Linked DNA regions of Macaca mulatta: region 1 is linked to region 2. Evidence: chromatin contacts called from public Hi-C data. All regions are on one chromosome and are shown on one strand. The core of a region is the stretch at or near the end of the contact, and the rest is flanking DNA. Distances in the headings are between cores, read along the strand shown.

The links. A called contact is a pair of places that touch in the nucleus more often than the background predicts.
Region 1: a contact with region 2 is called in a Hi-C map of fetal cortex germinal zone, with 2.2 times the contacts expected there. The contact joins the promoter of DSCAML1 here to the enhancer-like site in region 2. A contact is called at or near these places in 2 of 14 Hi-C or Micro-C datasets (fetal cortex germinal zone and fetal cortical plate).

What each region holds. Positions count from the first base shown.
Region 1 is chr14:118,470,135-118,474,020 of T2T-MMU8v2.0, forward strand. It overlaps DSCAML1 (DS cell adhesion molecule like 1), which reads right to left and starts at 2,397. Exons shown (of 33, transcript XM_028834027.2): 1 at 2,207-2,397. The coding sequence starts at 2,252.
Region 2 is chr14:118,276,775-118,281,043 of T2T-MMU8v2.0, forward strand. All of the region lies in intron 3 of DSCAML1 (DS cell adhesion molecule like 1), which reads right to left. Among named protein-coding and RNA genes, the nearest start is that of DSCAML1, 190 kb to the right of the region's middle. Within about 2 kb of position 1,332, at least 11 of the 40 cell types and tissues checked have an H3K27ac peak or open chromatin away from gene starts, as enhancers often do. A contact at or near this core is called in fetal cortex germinal zone and fetal cortical plate, where this site is marked.

The sequences.
Region 1 (3,886 bases), core at 1,147-3,646, 190 kb after region 2:
GGAAAAGAAAGGCCTGTCTGGCGAGGTGCCCTGGCGCCCAGCAGACGCTGGAGCCTCTGAATCGCAGGGGCACCAGGCTCTGCAGACCCAAAGGCCACTGAGGGGCCGCCACAACTGGCACCTCCCGCCCGCTTACAGGTCCAAGACCACTGGCAACTTCCCTCTCGAGTTGGACAAGATTTTGCCCCTTGGCTGTCCTGTTGCCTTCTGGGCCTTTCTGCACCCCCACCCCCATCTGCTCCCGCCCTATCAAATAGCTCGGCTTCATTTATTAATGCCAGGCTCCTGGAAGGGGGAGGGGGGCGTCCTTCCGGTATTTGCTGAGGGGCCTCCTGCAGTCCCGGGGAATGGGCTGTCCTGGAAGATGTCTCCAGAGAGTGTTGTGGAGGCATGGGGGAGTTGGGGACAAAGCCGGGCTAGAGTGTGGCAGCGGCTTGGGCCTGTGCTTTCTCGCCTGACAAATTGGGAAAGGGGATGGGGGTTGGAGAGAGAGCTATCGAGAGAGAAAGCCGCTCCTCACCTTATGTATTTTTAATATTAATGTAATTAAAGCTGCGAGCCGAGCCAGCCTGCGGGGGCGGAGGGAGGCAGGAAGAACCTGGGGAGAGGGAGACTGGGGTTCGGGGATGGGGCTTGAACAGGAGGCAGGCTTCTTGCTCTGCTAAGGTAGGATGAAGGAGTGTGATGCGGGGGGCAAGGGGTTAAACAGCAGAGACCAGCCTTGGTGTGTAACCCGGGGGGACCCCACTGAGCCTGAAAAACTCAACTACTTTGTCCACGATTTTGGATGCCACCCTTCCTTGTCCCGCAATCCGATCGCGCAGTAAATGCCATGCCAGCAGTATCTTGGCCTTGAGTCTAGCTTTGACCCGGCGGTATGTACAAATAAGGGTTATCCTCCTTCCCCCAGCCCACGGTGTATCGCAGTGGGCTCCGGCAGGCTGCAGACTCCAGACCCCTGGAGCACCAGCAGGGCAGGGCTGGAACCCTCCCCGGGCGCCAACGCTCCGCTGGAGTGCCCTTCCTCATCGCCTGGGGGTCAAGAGTTGCCGCCCGACCAGGGCAACAGCCGGGGCAAAGGAAGAGAGAAGCCGCCCCGGGGAGCGAAGGAGAAAAGTTAGAGGGCTGAACAGGTGATGCTGAGCTTGTTGGAGCGTGTGTGCTCTACCGCGCAAGGGCGCGGAGTTCGGCCGCCTCATCTCCCGCCATCTGCGCTCCCCGGGGCACGTCCTCTGCGATAGCCTGGAAGCCCGACTACTTGCGCCTGCCTGGTCCCGACTCAGTGCACAGGTGACTTCAGTCGGAAATGTCTGCCCTCTTCCAACCTCCTGGTCCCGGCTACCTCGCGGATCAGGTACGCTGCGCCCCAGCCACAGGTCTGGACATGCCGGCCACCTGGACCCACCCCCAGCAACCCTCTCTCTCCAGGAAGAAGGACACGCCCCCCAGCCTGAAGACTTGTCCCCAGGTCCAACTGGCCAGGCGCGGAAGCGGAGAATCTCGCACCCTGGGGTGCGCTGCCCGAGGTGGCCACGGTGGCGCACCAAGCCGGGGCTAGCGCCCGGGGCAGAGGGGTGAGGTGGGGCCGGAGGAGGGTGACCTCTGGGTTTGGAGAACAAACTTGCTATCGGAGGGACCTCCAGCTCTCCGGACTCTCACTATCCCCACCCTGCCTCCAGCCAATGCGCGGATAAGCGCCATGCGGTGCGCCAACATTCGCGCCAGGGCTGGGGTCCGCGGCAGGAGAGGGGCGCACGCACATAGCGGAGACATCAACCGCCGAGTCCGAGGCCCGAATAAGCGAGGATTCCTAGGTCAAGAGTCACGGCCTGAGGAACCCTCGACTCGGAGGGCACTCCGGGGTCCCAGCGCCACCAAACCGCAGGAAGCGGGCAAGGGGCTGGGGGAGGGGTCCAGGGCAGAACTGCCGCCCGGCGGGGAGCCAAGAGATGAGGGGCTCCTTCGCCACCACCCCTACGGGCGTGCCCCAAAACGGCAGACGCGGGTGACTGGCGGAGCGGTCGGCAGCTGACTCTCACTCGGCCCCTGTCAGGGTGCCTGCCCCGCCCCGCTGCGCCCCACCCGAGGCCTTGCACCCCGTTGGTCCCCCCAGGCACCTGGAGCCCGTCAGGCACCCCGCCTCGCCGCCAGCCGCGCCACCCTGGCCCCGCCGCCTCCGCTGCCCAGCCGCCCGCGCAGGTCTCACCTTTGTGTAAAGAGTCCAGGAGCAGGAGGAAAGTTACCAGCCACATGCCATAAAGAGGCCCTATTCTCCGGGGAGGTGGTCCTGTGGCCGGCCGTGCGGCAGCGCCTCTCCCCCGCTCAGCGCGCTCCCAGCCGCCCGCACTCCGCGCCCCGCTCTCTCTGCTCCTCAGCCCAGCGCTCGGCTGCGGCGGCGGCTCCTCCCTCCTCGGCTCCCCGGCTCCTGTCATCCGCGGGGCTGGGCTAGGCGGCCGCTCTCCCCGCCCCCCCGCGGCACCCCGCGTGGTGAGCGCCGCGCGAGCCCGGAGCCCAGACGGACCCCAGCCCCACAAGCCCAGGAACAGGGGCGGCGACCTGGGCCAGAAGGCCCCGACCCGGCTCCGCTGTCTGAGAGGCGAGGGGTCCCTGTCACCCACCGACTTGGAGCCTGTGGTAGCACACAGGCATGTGTCATCCATGTGCCAAGAGCCTGCCATGCCTCGGCCAAGGACGCCCGGTTTCTACTGGCCTAAGTCACCTGGGACACGAGCTTCCTGCCTCTTTCGGACTCAGCTTACCCCCCGGGAGGAGCATGGATGCTCTGGGTAGAATCTCAGGCTTTTTAGTGCTGTCTGATGCTACTCCCCACCCCAAAGTTCGTAGCTGCCCTTCCAACCCCTCGTGACTTCCGCAAGCCTGCCCTCCGGAGAGCCCTAGATGAGTCCAGCCACCCCCTGGCACGATGTTCAAATTTTCCTCAGCACTTGGCACATTGTGACTATTTAAACAATTATTTGCAATGAGCAGTTTAATGTCTACTCTACCTATGTATCTTCCTTCTTCATCTTCACCTACCCACCCCTCTAGCTTTCTTGCCTGACAGAAATTGGCTTATTCCTTACACTCATCTTTATGAAGTTGGCATAGAATAGGACTGGAGTGAGGGCGTCTTCTCTGTGACCAAATGAATGTTGAGAACCTGCTGTGTCAGGCACTGGCTCAGGCACTGGGGACTCAAGCATGGCTGAGCCAGGTCTGCTGTAAAAGGTCAATATGGTTGGAAAGCCCTCCTTTTGTCTTAATTCGAAAATAAGAGGGTACATAGAACCCAGAGAAGGGATCTAGCTACCCCTGAGAATGGCCTGTGAGCCAGGACTGGAGCTCCCTTTGCAGGGTCATGGAAGCTGCTTTGAGTATGCCCTGACAATTTGGCTGCACCTGGGCACACTCCAAGGTGTGGAGTGCGAAGTTTGGAGGGAAAGAAGGGGGCCGCTGGCTAGCTGCATTTGCCAGAGGAAGAAAATTTACTTCTTCGAAATGTGTGGCCTAAGTTCACACAGGAGAATTGGAACTCCTCACTCCCAGGTTTTGCCAAAATATCCCTAGAAATTTTAACTAAATTTTGAAAAGTGTGTGTTTTTTATATGTTAAAATACACATAACATAAAATTTACCATTTAACCTTTTGAAGTGTACTATTCTGTGGCATCAAAAACATTCACGATGTGCAACCATCACCACTTACCATTTCCAAAACTTTTTCATCATCCCAAACAGAATCCTGCACCCATTAAATAATAACTCCCCCTTCTCCTCCCCTCCCCCAGCTCCTGCAACCACCATTCTACTTTCTGTCTCTATGAAGTTACTTATTCTAGGTACCTCATAAGTGAGATCATAAAGTATGTATCCTTTTGTGCCTGGC
Region 2 (4,269 bases), core at 82-2,581:
TCTTATTCACTGGGATACTTGTGACTGGAGGAGGATTTCCAAATGGCTTCTCCTAATCAAAGTTTTCAGTGGCTCCTTATTACCCATTCTCATAGCACTGTAGAATAGACACTTTGGAATATTCTAATGTTGGACACTTTTCTTTGGAGTATGAATGCCTTTCTCCAAGTGAAATCACATATGAAACCCAGAATTGTAAATGGGTGAAAAGGCGATGTTTGGGATGGGTTTAGAGCCCTCTCTGCTTAGCAGCACCATAGCCCCTCTCTACACCATGTGAACATATTCACTGGGTTCTTCCTCAGCCTTCTCTTCCTCAACACAAGACATCTGCCACCACTCTGTGCTTTCTTCATTATCATGGACTCCACTCCAGAATTCAACTCAGTAAGAGCTGCAGGACCCTGGTTCTGGTTAGACCAGAGGATGTCCAGCTGCGTCAGAAAATGGGCATGCAATGCACAGAGATGTATAAACACTCCATCAATAGCGATGCATGCTTACTCACTCAGAGACAGACACTGAAGCCCAGTTTAGCATCCGGGACTCATCCAGCTGCTCTGACTCCAGGAGCGCACCAGGTAAGCGGTGCATTCCCAGAGGGAGGTGGAAGAGCACAACGGAAGGTCTAGGGCCAGGCTCTGTATTTGAATCTGAGCTCTGCCAAAAAGTGTCATCTGGAGCAAATTCCTTCACTTCTCTGTGCCTCCCCTTCCTTTTGTGCAAACACTGGGGATAATAACCATAGAGCCCACATGGTAGAGATACAGTGAGAAGGGAATGAGTCTTCATACATGTCATGTAAACATATGTAGAAAAGCATCTGAAATGAAGGAAGCCTTCTGTAAGTGTTGGCTCTCTCTACTCCTGACCACCCTCACGTCTTCCTTGCCAGGTCTCCATGCCCAGCTCTGCCTGTGTTGCCGGCGGGAGTTCCTGGGGACAAGCTAGGGCAGGGCTTCCTGCAGCACACAGGGAGGATCTTCATTGCCTTGCTCCCTGCAACCTCTCCTTTCTCTGCCTGGGCCTGGCTGGCCAAGCGGTAACATCTTGCAGGCACGTGACTGCCTCTCACGGCTGAGTTGCGATGCATAAAGGGATTTACGGTTGTAGAGCCGAATCTCACTCTGGATCACGTCGGGGAGCAAATCCCCACTCTCGCCACAGCTGTGCACTAGCAGGCCCAGCCCACAGAGGGGAAATGCCAGCTTCCTTCTCCCTCGGGCTCCAGGTCCCAGGGGCCATTTGAGTCCATCCCTCCCCCACACCACAGGATCCCCTTTGCTCCCTGCTCCACTTCCTCCCCACCAGAGGAGGGAGGAGGAGGTGGTCTGAGCCACCACATCAGGCGGTGACAATTAGGTCCATTCAGAGTGGAGTCATTTGCATGCAAGTCCTCACTAGGCAGAGAACACTCAACCTGTCATTATCTCTTGGCATTGCTGGTAGCCGTGCCACGTGGCTGTGGAGATGGCAGCTTCCTTTCTCTGGGTGTTTCCAGGCAGGGAGAAGGTGATTTATGAAGGGCCGAGAACCTTTTCTCCTGCCCTGGCTGGCCACTGGAGGAGGCCAGGAGGCCAGAGCTGGATGAGGAGGAGGGGTAAGGAGGAAGTATAGGGATCCCACAGACTCAGGTGTGCTTGGGCACCGGGAAGGGTCTTGGGAGGGCCCTGCAGGAGGACGGGAGGGAGGGCAGGAATCATCCGAGGGTAGTTCCCACCTCCTCAGCTGGATTTATCGAATGAGATTATCCCTTGAAAAGTATTAAAAGCCACCATTTTGCTGTACACCCACAGAGAAGCCTCTATGGCAGCTGCTCCCTCAAAGGCACTCCAGCTGTTCCCAGCCCCCACCCGCACCAACTACTGCTCCTCTGTCCCCACCCCCACCTCTAGCTCCAAATAAACCACAGTAAGCTACAAACGCTACCACGCCTTGTTGGGCTGGTTCAGCATTTCTGTCCTCAGAAACAGAGAGACAAAGAAAAAGACCCAGAGGCAACTCCTCAACCCTGGATCATGAACCCTTTGCGGGCCTATCACAAAATCAGGGTTCGAAAACCACCAGAGTGTGTTGAGGAGAGGACAAAAACTCTTCAGCAGGGAGACTGACCTTCACCTTCGGAGGCCGAGAGGGCCCAGTTGAGATGGACAAGATCAGGACCAGCCTACATTTAGTGAGATTAGGTGGTGTTAATTGTGGAAGCTCCAGAAACACTACGCCATCCAAAACACCGTTCTGTATATGCCAGGATCTGAAATTCCACTATCTGTGTTTTATTCCCTTCACTTAAACCACAGATTCTGGTTTAAATGCAAATACCCCTGAGCGAGGCAACGCTATAGAATGTGGTCAGTTATTTACCCCTTAATAAGAATATGTTTCTGCAGCCTTTTCTGAGAATAAGCACTGATTATAAAGGAAGGGAATGAGAGAGACATGAGAATGTCACACCCTTGAACACATGAGACCTGGTTTCTCCAGCAGGAGGGAAAATACAGGATGAGGAATCTGCATTCGGGAGCCTGGCCTTCCTCATGTTTTCCCCAGGGCTGGTTTTGATTCATCGGTTTCTGGGATGGAGCCATCTGGGGACCCCAGGGGTCTAGGCCAACCCAGCTGAGTGTCATCTATCCTGGGTTTAGGTCTATGTGACAGCAAGGCCCTGTGTCCAATCCCCAAATGGGGGCTGGAAGAATTACCCTTTACTCTCACTACATTCCCTGCTGCTGTAATGAGGCCATGAACCTACAAAGCCCAAGCTCATTTCTCTTGGCAAGTCATGTCTCCTGACTCTATCTCTGGTCCCACCTCAGAATCAGCAGCCTCAGCTGAGCATGGCCCAGAGGTGCTGCCTTCTCGTGACCTCTAAAAACAGGAAGTTTAATTCATCAAGTAGGTTTGAGCACCTACTTTGTGTTCCCAGGTATGGGAGATGTCTGACTTGGTGCCAGCCAAGAATGCTCCCTCTGCTCCACAGCAGGCCCTGGGCACACATGGCCTGGAGTGGCTGGTTGTCTTGCCACGAGTGTGTGTCTCTGCCCTCCAGCTGCCTGTGACTCCTGGCAGGTGGGGGGGTCCCTCTATTTATTTATTTATTTTGAGACTGGGTCTCACTGTGTCACCCACGCTGCAGTGCAGAGGTGCAATCTCGACTCACTGCAACCTCCGCCTCCCGGGTTCAAGTGATCCTCCCACCTCAGCCTCTAGAGTAGCCGGGACCACAGGCATGCACCACCATGCTCAGCTAATTTTTGTATTTTTGGTAGAGATGGGGTTTCACCATGTTGCCCAGGCTGGTCTTGAACTCCTGAGCTCAAGCGATCTGCCTGCCTCAGTCTCCTGAAATGCTGGGATTACAGGTGTGAGCCACCGTACTAGATCCAAGAATCCCTCTCTTTCAACTCTGCAACACTCAGCACAAGGTGAGGTATACAGCAGGTGCCCAATATGTACTGTTGATTGGTTGCCAGCCCCTCCCATTGAATCACTCACAGTCTAGTTGGGATGATGGGAATTCACACACAAGTAACAGTCAGAGGCCAGGTGGGGTGGCTCACGCCTGTAAGCCCAGCACTTTGGGAGGCCGAGGCAGGCAGACTGTTTGAGCTCAGGAGTTCAAGACCAGCCTGGGCAACATGGTGAAACCCTGAATCTACAAAAACAAACAAACAAAAAACAAAAAAACACAACCAGGTGTGGTGGCATGAACCTGTAGTCCCAGCCACTTGGGAGGCTGAGGTGGGAGGATCATTTGAGCCCAGAAGGCAGAGGTTGCAGTGAGCCATGATTGCATCACTGCATTCCAGCTCGAGGACATAGTGAGACCCTGTCTCAACAAAACAAACAACAAAAAAATCCCCAAACTAGAGACCAGTACAAGGTCCCATACGAGGAACTGACACAGAGTCTCCCAACCTGGCTATGGCAGGAAATTAGAATCTGCCAGTTCCTGGCCTCGAAATTCTAAGTGTGCTGCAATCCTCATCCTAAAGCTGGGTCCCAATTTCGTCCATCTGTGGCCTTGCTATCCTGAATCAAATGGCGGCGGGCATGACTTCCAAGGTAAGGAAATCCCACGTGTAAATCACATGGTGGTGAAGAGCTCTGGGTCAGGCTTACATGGATCTTTGCTCCATCACCTGCTGTGTGATTGTGGGCAAGTTAACCTCTCTAGGCCTCGGCTTCTTCATCTGTAAAATGGTGATAGTGAACTACCTATGCCAAAGTTTGCTGTGAAGATCAAATGAGATAGTGGATATAGGACAC